Regions from separate parts of the Mus musculus genome. Here all the other regions are linked to region 1. The links are chromatin contacts, called in public Hi-C and HiChIP or PLAC-seq maps. All regions are on one chromosome and are shown on one strand. Each heading gives the region's core, a stretch centred on a gene start, on an enhancer-like site or on the middle of the called end of the contact. The rest is flanking DNA. Distances are from core to core; before and after follow the strand shown. Region 1 overlaps Wwox (WW domain-containing oxidoreductase). Region 2 overlaps Wwox (WW domain-containing oxidoreductase). Region 3 has its middle 24 kb from the start of Gm51552.

Region 1 (3,898 bases), core at 788-3,287:
CACGTACCCATTCTTCTCGCAACAGCCTGTCCTGTCACACTTAAGGTGTGTGGTAGGACAGCTTAATTACGTACGGCCTGTCTCCTCATTAGGTGTGGGCAGGAACAGTGTGTGGCTCACTCTCCTATTCCCAGGACCCACCACCGCCCAAGGGCTCAAGAGCAGCTCAGAGAGTATTTGTAGAATGAATAAATGCATGAGGGAGTCAATGAATACATTAATTAATTAATCTGTAGGAGAAAGAAGGGCAAGCCACCATCAACTTTAATTAAGTGCATATCCCATGTCCAGGGCCAGTGAGGGGGCTACAGAATTCCAGGAACCAGATCTGCCCAGTGACAAGCTGGCAGCCTTGCCCTCTCTCTCAAGACAAAGGCCTCCCACCCCTTCCATCCAGGATACAATGGGCTGCTCTTCTACCCTCCCCCTCCCAATCTCAGCGGGAGAGTCAGGCTGAATATTTCTTTAAGGGATGCTGTTGAGTTTTCTTCCGGGGGAGCAAAGGATTTGTAGAAAAACCCAGCGTGTAACTTGAGTGTTCCGTGTAGCCAGATATCGGTGCCAAGCTAAATTTGTGTGTGCAGCTTCTGTTTAAGGCAATTATATAGTGTATAATACCCAGTAGAGAAATTAAGTCCAAGTACATTTTGCCCACAGAGATTATCCTCTCAGTTGGATTTATTTTAAACAACTTTTTGCCCCTTATACATTAAGACGCATGCAATAAATCACTTATGTAATAAACTGCAGTATATTATGTGGAAAAAAATGAGCGAGTGGCGTGTGTGTGTGTGTGGGGGGGGTGGCTTCCAGTGGAGCCAGACCTCAGGCATGAAGAGAGAGGAGGGGAAGGGACTTGGAAGGAGGGGGCCGCTGCACCAGAGGAACTTGGAGAGGCTACAAATGGAAGCATCTCCACAGCGAACCTCAGGCTGCTGCTGGAGGGAGCTGGTTATGTAATGACTGCGGCAGTGGGGCTCCAGAGAAACTTTTTCCAGCTCGGCTTTTCCAGAGCATCCTCCCAGCTAATGTTCATTACCGGGGGTGGGGGTGGGGGTGGGGGTGTTCAGAATTAGGCTGGAGGCTGGAGGAAGGGAGATGGAGGATGGGAGTTTGTATTAAAGATGAGAAAACAGAGATGAGAGCTTTCTGTTTAGCAGCTCTTGGGTGAGCCCTCCATCCAGACGCTGAATGATTGCTCTTCATTGTAAATACCAATGGCCATCATCTATCCCGCAGAGGGGGGGTCTCAGGAAAACGGGGGGGGGCGTGCTTTACGAGAAGTAGCAGCAAATGCGTTCGGTAGCAGGCCACCGGGCTTCCGGAGTGTCTAGTATACACCAGCATGCTGTTCGTTCTGTATCCGAATTTCTAATCTCACAGGCGTCTTATGCTTTTCTGAGCCAAGTCCAACAACTTTCGCCGGGGTAGCCTCCAGCGATGAGGATTCCTGTTAGCAGAAAAATGACTGTGAGCTCCGACTTCGAGCAGGGCCTCGAGTATTTACCTAGTTGAGGCTTCCCAAATGCACTACCAGAGGGCACTATGATTAGTCCCATTTCTCAAAAGTGTAAACTGAGGTTTTTTTCCTTTTGTTTTGTTTTGTTTTTTTTTTTTTAACAAAAATCTGCCCCCAAGTTCTCTCCATCTGGAAGGAAAAGAGCCAGGGTTCATGCCAAGACCCATCTGGCTCCCAAATGCTTTCTGGCAATCACCAAGTTATACAACCAATTCTAGATGCGGATCCGAGAAATAACTTCATGGTGAGACTTGCCAAGGGAGGCTGCTTGCCTCCTTCCTGCAGGAACACATTGCAGCTCACAAATCTACGCCGGCTAGAAAAAAGAAAACCAATACTGCTCAGAAAAAACGCTTGCAAACTTCCCGGCAGAAAGCCCCCTGTTCACCGTGGTGTGCCTGCCACCGGGGAGTGGAAGTTGAGGGGTGGGGGTGGGGGGGCACGAAGCACGGTCAGAAGCTAGGAGTTTCCGGCTGAAGAACCTCCTTCCAGAGCCCCTAGAGGAGAGCAGAGGAGCCGCTCCAATTTCCATGTGCGCCTTTCTCTAACTTTGAGAGCCCAATAAAACCCAGAGTGCTGGGTAGGAATCAGAGGCTGCTAAGCTGCTTGTAATTTACGATTTAGCGTCGCACAGTATAAAAATAGGCAGTGAAACTGAAAGGCAATCAAGTCTATTGTCACCAGGAATGGGACGTGATCTGACATCCGCCGCTGCCGAGAGCCCGCTGTGTACTGGGAATGTAGTGTATATGGTTTCATTTTATCTCGACATCCCTGGAGTCTGGCCCCTGTCATTTATCTGTTCCCGAGTTACAAAGCGCCCCACGTGCTACTAGTAGACAACAACCAATGCATTTTTTTGTTTTTGTTTTTATTAAATCCCATCATTTTCTGGCTCAATTTTTTGGGGGGGGGGGTAGGGATTGCTTTGTCTCTCAATCTGTTGGCTATGGGGCAAAGGTCACGGGGTGATTGGTGGGTGGGCTAGCCCATAATTACCTTTCTTACTGCATGAGTGGCTAAGTGGGGGGCTCCGCCTCTGGCTTCTTTAGCGTGGTGGTCTTAGAGAGGTTGGATCTTGTAGGGCGTACACCTCATAGCTGCCATGGCAAGGTCTTCTCCGACTGACCTTGGACATCACAGGAAGCCACTTCCTCTCACCATATGAGGAGACCTTATAGTGAGTTTACCATCCCTGGCACACTGGGATTCAATGCAGGGGGACATAAGGCTCTACTTCCTGGTGGGAAGACTATTGAAGAACTTGTAGCTGCATTTTGTAAGCCATCTGGGTGTCTGTGGTCTGCATCCTCTTTGTCCCCATAGCAGATCCTTCTAAGAGATAAGGACCCTGATTTTGTTTGACCGGGTCCCAGTGCTAACCCAGGGTGACTCAGCTAGCTTCTAGCTGCCACCTCAGGGTCAGGGCTGCTCACTTCATGGAGGTCAGGAAGCAGCAAGACGGGGGATGGCGCTGGGACAGGGGTCAGAGTCAGGGTGTGACCTTCAAAGCCATGCTCCCTAGTATCTGCCTAGCCCAAGTAGGTCTAATCTTCTAGTCTCTTTTGCTTCCCCATAAAGTTGTCAAAGTATGAATCGATCAGTGAATTAGCCTGATGATTAAGCCAGCCAGAGCCGTTAATGATCCAATTATTTTCCGAAGCTCCACCTCTGAGTATTATTTTGGGACCACGCCTTCAAAGCAAGAGCTGTTTGAACAGTACCTACTACCTCAACTGTAACATAGCGTTCACTCCAAACTGCCTTTCGCTCACAGAAGTCTTGAGACTTTGGGGCTCATTAACAAATCAATTAAAGTGTCTGGCAACACAAAAATCATAAACCAGAATCCTGGATTCTCCTTCAAGAAGAATTCCCGGGGTTAACAGAGAATCCATTCATGTCTGCCAGTCCGGCTTTGACTCTTTCTCATTTTCCATTGGCCCAGGGGTGTAGGAATGGTGCTGAAAAGTACTCAGGGGCAGACAAAACTGCGGTTAAAGGCAGCCCTCCTCGGCACTCTGCCCTCCCCCACCCCCCCCCCCACCTCTACTTAGCTTTACTGGTTTCTATTATAACCCACCCAGCAAAGGACAGCATGGGCCGGTGAACATGGGTCAGCATTCTGATGGCTGTGGGCCCTCAGCCTGTGTGTTCCCCACCCCTCTTAAATATCCTTTTGAATCCCATACATTATGTTAGGTCTGCCCGACTTCTGTTTATACGGCAGCAAAGCGGGGACGGCTTGGATTTTGGAAGTTTCGCGGGAAGGTATTAAATGTGCTTTGAAACTACTTGAAAGTCCAGCTGTGTGTGCTTTAGTTTTATATTTAGCCCTAAATTAGAGACTCCATATACCTCAAGTAATAAAAAGGCTCA
Region 2 (3,898 bases), core at 573-3,072, 700 kb before region 1:
GAGTCCTTATACTAAGTTGGTGTTCCCTAGCTTTGTGCTTTACAGGTCCTCCCGAGGATGGCACCGGAGCTCTGCATTGGCCCCGGGATCATCTTTTTGATCGCTTTGAATAACTGGTAGGCATTGACTGGTCTTTAGTTTGGAAAGATTTTTTTCCCACCTTTTGGTTAGAAGTCAGATAGTACCATCATGTAGCCAAAACAAACCAAACAACACCCCTCCCCCCAAAACAAAACAAAACAAAAAACAAAAACCAAATCCAATGAGGCTGTCTGGTTATTGTTTCTGTAGCCTGGGAGCAGAAAAAGATATCACAGACAGGGACTGGAGGGACTTGAACCGTTAGCCCTTGTATGACTCAGATCACAGTTGTTTCATTAGGACCCTCGCTCATGAAACTCCTGGTTTGCAGGGCTGTCTGCTGTATTAAGACTAAGTGTCCAGGTTTGCAGCCCCTCTCCTCTGGAATACGCGAGAATGAGTCAATGCTGGCGTGTGATTTTATCAGCACCCAGAGGGTCAGCACCTTGACTGGAGGCTCTTGGGACATAGAAGGAAGAAAACTAGTGGAATGACAGTTAACTTGTTCAGTGACCTAGGGCAGGCCACTTTAGTATTTTAAATATAAGGCTCTTCATTTGTAAAATGTAGAGACTCTCTGTCTCTTAAAACATTTCGAAGTTACATTTATTTGTGTGTGTGTGTGAGAGAGAGTGTATGTGTGTGTGTGTGTGTGTGTGTGTGTGTGTGTGTGTGTGAGAGAGTGTGTGTGTGTGTGTGTGTGTGTGTGAGTGTGTGTGTGTGTGTGTGTGTGTGTGTCTGTGTGTGTGTATGTGTGTGTGTGTAAGGATAACTTTAACAGTCTCTTCTCTTTCTACTGTATGGGTCTCTGGGATCCAGCTGTGGTCATCAGGCACAATGGTGAGCGCTCTCACTTCCTGAGCCGTCTCAGTGACCCCCACATTGGCCTGTTACACATGGGGTTGCGTAGGCTCGGCTGACTTTGAGTGCAGAGACCTAAGCACATGCTACCATTCCCAGCTCTGTGTCTGTTGTGCATGGACCAATTAATGGATGGAAGCATGATAAGGCAGAGTCCCTTAGGATCAGGGTGCTTACGGCTGTGTGTGGAGGAAAATAACCTCTCAGCTGTAGGAAAGAGCCCTGAAGGTTAGAAGAGAAGGGAGAGTGTTTTCATTCCTTCCGTAGATGGAACATTCTAGGCCACTCTTGATAGCTTTTTCACTAGGGCTGCTGAGGTTGCTTCAGGCCTAGGCCCCAGTGTTCAGAAAGGGAGCCAGATGTTGAGGGACTAGACTATGTGATGTACAGCTGGTTTGGTGGCCACATAATGCCAGTGGGCTCAGCGGCCCACTAGCCCTTTCGGCCTGAGAGAGTGAGACTAGGTGTATCAGCAAGCTCTGGGTTTGACTGAGAGTCCCTGCCTCAGTGAGTATGGTAGATCGATGGGGGTGTTTCCTGATAGTGACCAAGGACCTACACACACACACACACTCTCTCTCTCTCTCTCTCACACACACACATGTGCCCACATTTATGCAAATATACACATATACTTGTGCACCATACATACACACTTAAAAATGGGAAGAGAACAAAAACAAACAAAAGGGCCTCTCACTGTTAGCCACTCGTGTCCTCAAGGATGACCCTCCCAAACTTTTGCATTCCCCCTCCCCCGCAAGCCCCCCCCCCCATCTTGTCCTCTAACTGCATTGCGCTCTCTTATGTGTGGCCGGCCGTGATGTAGAGTAACCAGCTGTACTCTCTCAGCTCGGCAGCTGGGTTTAAGAAGCTCGTCTCGGCCGAGAGATCATCAGTGTATTCAAAGAAAGAAACAAAACAGGACCAAACAAACCCCATGCCATTACAGCTTTATCTGTTAGTGAAGACATTTCCCTTCCGAGTTCATGTACGGTTACCAAACTGAGTATCGGGTACATCGGGGAGCGCTGTAACACATCCATTCCAAGAGACGTCTCAGCCAGGAGCCAAGTCAGATTTTTGGCAAGAGACACCATCTTTTCTGCCTGCAGAGCTGATGTCTACGTGCACGAGACTCCTTTTTCACCAAGTGTAATTGCTGCTTGGCCAGCGTCCCCTGCCTCTTGTCCTTCCTTTGTATTTTTCTCTCGGTCAGGGATGGAGCCAGTTAACACTTGTGCGTCATCGCCAGGCACTCTGAGACCGACTAACCAGACTGTACACGTATACGCCATATCTGTCGCATGGTCCTTCCCTATTTATTTAGTATTCATTTCCTGTCACTGCAGTGAAAGAGTATCATGTACCCACTGGCTTAAAACAAACTAGGTTTCTGCACCTCAGATAACAGAGGTCAGAAGTTAAGTTCGTCTCACTGGGCTAAAGTCAAGGTGCTAGCAGGGCTGGTCCTTCTGGAGGCTTTGGGGTGGGGGTTGGGGTACCCATTTCCTTCTCTTTCCTAAAGCTCCTAGCGGCTGCCTGTGTCCCTTGGTTCATAGCCCTATCCTCCACCCTCTAACTTTCCAGTACATTGCTCCAGCTACCTTTTCTCCCAGAGTGGTCTAGCTATTCAGTGCCTCCATCTATCAGCTATTGTGATTATATCCAGTATTTCTCCTCTCCCTCCATAATCCAAGACCATCCTTCCTCCATTTTAAGACCCTTCATTTGACCCCATTGCCAAAATCCACTTTGCTGTGTCAGGTGACAATCCTAGAGATCAGGATGTCAACATCCTCCGAGGAGGGACATTACTGTACCTGGACAATAATGTATTAATGCGTTGTCCCAGAACCTTAGCATCAGATTATCAGGTACACTTCTTGTCCTGGCAACAAATCCTGGTAGAAGTGATTCTAGGCTCAGGGTTCTAGAAGGTACAGTTCACCATAGTGGGGAAGGCTCGGGGACTGAAGAGCTTGCCGTATGCCTTGTTTACATCTCGATGGATCAGGAAACTGACCTGCTGGAAGTGCAGTCGGATTCTGGTCCTCAAGGCCTGCCCCTCAGGGCTGACCTGTCTTCTGTCAGCAAGATCCTATGTCCAAAGGGCTCTGTAACCTCTCAAAACAGAATCACCAGCTGGGAGCCAGGTGTTCAGCCACCTGTCTGTGGGGGTCGTTTCACATCTGGATTGTGATAACTTGGAGAACTTCTGTCCCTCTCTATTTCTTTCCTCAATGAATCTCTGGACTGGGAAATTTTGTCTAGAAAAGCTATGTCTGAGTTTTGGGAGCAGTTTCCTGGCATCGCAGCTATACCAGTTTGATATCTTGAGAGCAGGAAGGTCCATATAGACCTAAAACTTGTGCTATCTTGTCTGCTGCTGAGTCCCTTGGAATCCAGTGATTGGTGTGGGTGATCATGTTTATGTGAGAATGTGCATGTGGGTTTGCACATTTATGTGTGTGTGGTGTGTACATGTGTGTGTAATGGGGATGCCTGTATATAGGAATATGTATACATGCATGTGTTTATGTAGTATGTGTGTGCCTGTGTGTATTGTGTATGGTGTGTGTGCATGTGTACATATACGTGTAGTGTGTGCATGTATATAGTGTGTGCACATGTGTGTAGACTGTGCGTCTGTGTATAGTGAATATGTACATGTATGTAGTGTGTATGTGCCTGTGTGTGGTCTGTTTGTATGTGTGTATGGTATGTGTGTGCATGTGTACATATGTGTGTAACATGTGCGTGTGTGTATATATAGTGTGTGTGTGCACACGTATGTAGTATATGCATATGTGCATGATATAGTATATATGAATGTGTGTGTGTATGTGTGTAGGGTATTTGGCTAAGAGCAGAGCTCCTAGTTATCATTTAGGACAGGTAAAAACTAATGGCCCATTTTATTTATTTATTTATTTATTTATTTATTTATTTTCTT
Region 3 (3,898 bases), core at 529-3,028, 580 kb after region 1:
GGACTACCACATCCATTTAAAGTCTATCAAGCTTCCTAAGAACTCTTGATTATTAAAAACAGCACCAACAACAACAACAAAAAAAAAAAGACTTTTTTTTTCAGTTTAAGGGCTAGAAGAAGTCTATGTTAGTCTTACATCCTCAAACATTTTTCAATAGCTATAGCAGCCTAGTTGGGTTTTTGTATAAAATTATACACATTATACAATCTATGCAGAATATAATTAATACCATAATAATTTATATCAGGCCTAATAGACTTTTATATTTCCTGCTTTTTCTTCTGAATATGTAAACATTCCTTGGGCTATTCAATGTTCTGGCAGCATATGTTCATTGATTATATAGAATTTAACTGTGTGTTTTTAAAGTAATTCACTTATTTTGTTTATTTGAAAACAGTAAATTTCCCTTCAGATTTTCAAAAAAAAAAAGCCTGTTGTTTTGATATATACGTGTGTGTGTGTGTCATTGTGTCATTGAATATAATTGCTGGAGATCTGATAGTTTCTCTATAGCATATATCAAAACTAGAGATCACAATGCATTGGTACAATGTCAAGCACACACAGAGCCCAGAATGAGCCTTTGGGTGGGTGGGGGGGGGGCGTTAGCACTACAAAAAAAATCCCCTGTATTTCTAGGTAAAAGTTGCAAATATTTTAAGGCTTTCCTATACAAAGAAGTTTCTAGAAAATTACATCTCTCTGCACTCTTGGGAATATTGCTATGCAGTTTTTAAAGATCATTATTAATTTGGAAAGCAACGTCTCTTTGTTAACAATACCTTAATAGTATTCCCTGACTTTATTCCCTTTGGAGACTCCCATTTTTGTTTCAAGCGACTCATCTTCAACCCCAAACCCAGTGACATCCCCTAAAGAGCTCCAAGAGGCAAACAAAGACCCAGCTAGGCTACTTGGTGTGCATAGGTGGTTGTGTTTACAAAGATAAGTGTATACATGCTCACTATGGCATACCAAGTGAAGATATATACAGAGGCCCAATATAAAGTTGGCTTTAAAAGACTCATCTAACCACTCGTTTTAAATCTTTAGTGGCACAAATGAACAACTTGGCCTTCAGCTTTAACGTGCGATTCACAGCCAAGACGAGCAGCTGTTAGCAGTTTGTTGAGGAGAGAAAAAGAAGTCTAGAGTAACAGAGGCTATGGCACATATCAGGCTCTGTGCTGGGTGCCACGGTGCGGTTTCTCCCTCTTCCTCTCACCATATTTTCCAGTTCTTGGTCTAAGGAAGTCAGTGCTAAGGTTAAGAGGTATCACAACCTCTAGCCAGCACTGCAACAGTCACTGCCTTGTACTCAAGTCCTCTCTTAAGTAGAGCCCTGCCTCTGTGGCCACTTGGACAGCAACTCTTCTATTGGCTTCTTCCTTGTCACTTAGGAATCTTTACTGTTCCCTTTGCATCCTTGTTCAGATACCGAGTAAGATGCTGAACACAGGCGCTGATCACAGACTCGTCTTTGGCTCTCTGAACTGTGACGTTCACTTAGGAGCTTGATAGCTGGGAAGGCCTGGTGATCAGAACACTTCCCGGAAGGAGCTTGTATGCTTCCTTCTTGGGTCTTTGGGTTCTCCTGAGGCCATATCAGTGTGCCTTGTTGGGTTAAAATTCTCCAGCTGAGAGTGACATCTGCCACAGAGATTTCCTCTTCCTCCCAGCTGGGCCCACACATCGCCATGAGTGAGTCATAAGCGAACACTGGAGCTGCCTCCTCTCTCTGTGGGACTTTGAGTCCTCTAACCATACTTGGGCTTTGGTCTCCCTGTAAGGATGATTCAGCGGAAACTTATGGTGAAATGGATCACCATAGCAACTTTCAGTAGATACCCATGCAAATTAGAGAGTGGAAAGGTACGGTTTTCAACATCCCCAGACCAACTGCTACCTTCTGAGGCCTGTGGGGATTGGATCCCAGACACTTTGAAGCTGACACGCAGTCAGCCCAACTGTGTATCACACCTGGCCCCGATCTGCTGAAACCTTCAGAAGCTACCAGGAGATAAGCGGAGCCAGAGGAGGTGGCTTCCCCATGCTAGATTCCACGTTGGGTAGGGAAGAGATCTCAAAGTGGATCTGGGAAATAGCAGGGAGGGGTGTCATGCTTTTCTCTGTGTTATTCACCAGCCTTAGAGTCTACATCAAACACAGTAGATGGACCTACAGAATTTTTGTCAGTCAGAAGAAGGTGACTGTGGAGCTCAGCCGGGACCCAGAGTGTCTGCAGGAGGGATTAGAAAGTCTTTGGTACATATTAGTCTTTTGATAAATGAAAGCTACTTCTGGTCTCCCCTCTGTAGCTCCACAGCCTCCTGTCCTTGTTTTTCCTTCTTCCTTTTTTTCCCCTTGCTTTGGTGTGTGTGTGTGTGTGTGTGTGTGTGTGTGTATGTGTGTGTGTGTGTGTTCATATGGACAGGTACATATGGAGATCAGGGGTTGACATTGTCTTCCTTGGCTGCTCTTCACATTATCATTTGACCCTGGTTTCTTACTGAGCCTGGACCTCAGTCATTCTGCATGATAGTAAGCCCCAGGGTTCCTCCTCTTTCCATTTTCCCAGCAATGTGATCTCATGCACACCACCATGGTATCTGTTCCTGTTTTTTTTTTTTTTTAAATTGATTTAGGTGACTGGGCTCTAAAGACAGGCCTACACAGTTCAGCCGTTGGACTGGGATGGGATGTGCTGCTGTGTGCTGAAATGTCAGGAAGGTAAGTGGGTGTGGAAGAAATGGATCACTGGGACAAACCTGCTGTAGGACGAGCTTCTCTTGTGGTCACTCATCTTTGTGCCAAGATAGGTGGAACTCACTGGGTGAGATCTGCACCAGCCCCAAAGGAAGGGCATTTATGCCACCCCTGGGGGCAGAGTTCTAGGACCTCACAACTTCTCAAAAATTCCTGAGGATGCTGTCAAGCTACAGCACCATGTCTGCCTTGCTCTGCTTCCAAGAGTGAAGTGTCGAAGGGGAGAGAAGGGAATAGGTTGAGTCCAGGGAAAGGAGAGAGAAAAGACACTAGACAAAGGCTGCTGAGCTGCCTTAGTGAGTTCAGGTTGTACAAGCCTAAGGGCCCGGGTTTGAGCAGCACCCATGTTAAAAGAAAAAAAAAAGCCCACAAACAAGTCTAGTTCTTTGAGGATTTCCCAAAATTCCAGTGCTGGGAGGCAGAGACCAGAGGGTTTTGGGTTTCCTAGCCAACTGGTCTAGGGGAACAGCAAGCTACAGAATGAGTGTGGGAACCTGTCTCAAAAGATGACTGAGTAATATTCAACATTGACCTCTGGCTTCCAAATGCAAGAACATGCCCCAACACACACACACACACACACACACACACACACCCCACAAAATTAAATGAAACTAAAGTTGTTGACAGGCCTCCAGTCTTTGACATGGTTAACAATCATCTCTAAAAGAGAATGTTCCAGAATTGGCAGTTGGGCTCATCCACAGGACCTATTTCCTTTTGCATGGTGGGGGGTCGGAGATCTGACATTGTGCATAGCAGCTAACTGCCTTCCTATAGGCTTTCTAATCAACTTCCAGCCCCAAAGACCAGTATAGAAGATTAGACTGCCTCTCTGAGGTCTCTCTTTTCATGGTCCTTCAGAGACTTCCACACACCAACTTTATCCATTGTCTTCTTTACATCAGTAAGTCATATGATCCAAATTGTAAGGACATAAATCTTGCAGGTGGGTGGAATGAGGACGCACACCCACACACCTTTTCTTCATTTAAAATCCAGGTCTTAAATTGCAGTGCAGTGATTCTCAAAGGGTTGGTAATGCTTAAAACAAATTGCTAATGTTAAGGGGGAGGGAACATTATAATCAGGCATAAATTACACACGTATATATTCTATGTACCCA

The links. A called contact is a pair of places that touch in the nucleus more often than the background predicts. HiChIP or PLAC-seq counts read pairs in DNA pulled down with a chosen protein or histone mark.
Region 2: a contact with region 1 is called in a Hi-C map of nephron progenitors, with 6 times the contacts expected there. The contact joins two enhancer-like sites. A contact is called at or near these places in 2 of 39 promoter capture datasets (the 3T3-L1 cell line and the C10 cell line), 3 of 484 Hi-C or Micro-C datasets (cerebellum, cortical neurons and nephron progenitors), 8 of 115 datasets of contacts at active chromatin or transcription factors (astrocytes, craniofacial prominence, embryonic basal ganglia and 5 more) and 1 of 9 other capture datasets (embryonic stem cells).
Region 3: a contact with region 1 is called in an H3K4me3 HiChIP or PLAC-seq map of bone marrow-derived macrophages, with 8 times the contacts expected there. The contact joins two enhancer-like sites. A contact is called at or near these places in 1 of 484 Hi-C or Micro-C datasets (bone marrow-derived macrophages) and 2 of 115 datasets of contacts at active chromatin or transcription factors (bone marrow-derived macrophages and craniofacial prominence).

Annotation. Positions count from the first base shown.
Region 1 is chr8:115,158,059-115,161,956 of GRCm38.p6, forward strand. The region is part of intron 8 of Wwox (WW domain-containing oxidoreductase); the gene reads left to right. Among named protein-coding and RNA genes, the nearest start is that of Gm39257, 200 kb to the left of the region's middle. Within about 2 kb of position 2,038, at least 143 of the 459 cell types and tissues checked have an H3K27ac peak or open chromatin away from gene starts, as enhancers often do. A contact at or near this core is called in bone marrow-derived macrophages and nephron progenitors, where this site is marked.
Region 2 is chr8:114,456,504-114,460,401 of GRCm38.p6, forward strand. The region is part of intron 4 of Wwox (WW domain-containing oxidoreductase); the gene reads left to right. Among named protein-coding and RNA genes, the nearest start is that of Wwox, 19 kb to the left of the region's middle. Within about 2 kb of position 1,823, at least 14 of the 459 cell types and tissues checked have an H3K27ac peak or open chromatin away from gene starts, as enhancers often do. A contact at or near this core is called in nephron progenitors, where this site is marked.
Region 3 is chr8:115,741,038-115,744,935 of GRCm38.p6, forward strand. No RefSeq gene overlaps it. Among named protein-coding and RNA genes, the nearest start is that of Gm51552, 24 kb to the left of the region's middle. Within about 2 kb of position 1,779, at least 44 of the 459 cell types and tissues checked have an H3K27ac peak or open chromatin away from gene starts, as enhancers often do. A contact at or near this core is called in bone marrow-derived macrophages, where this site is marked.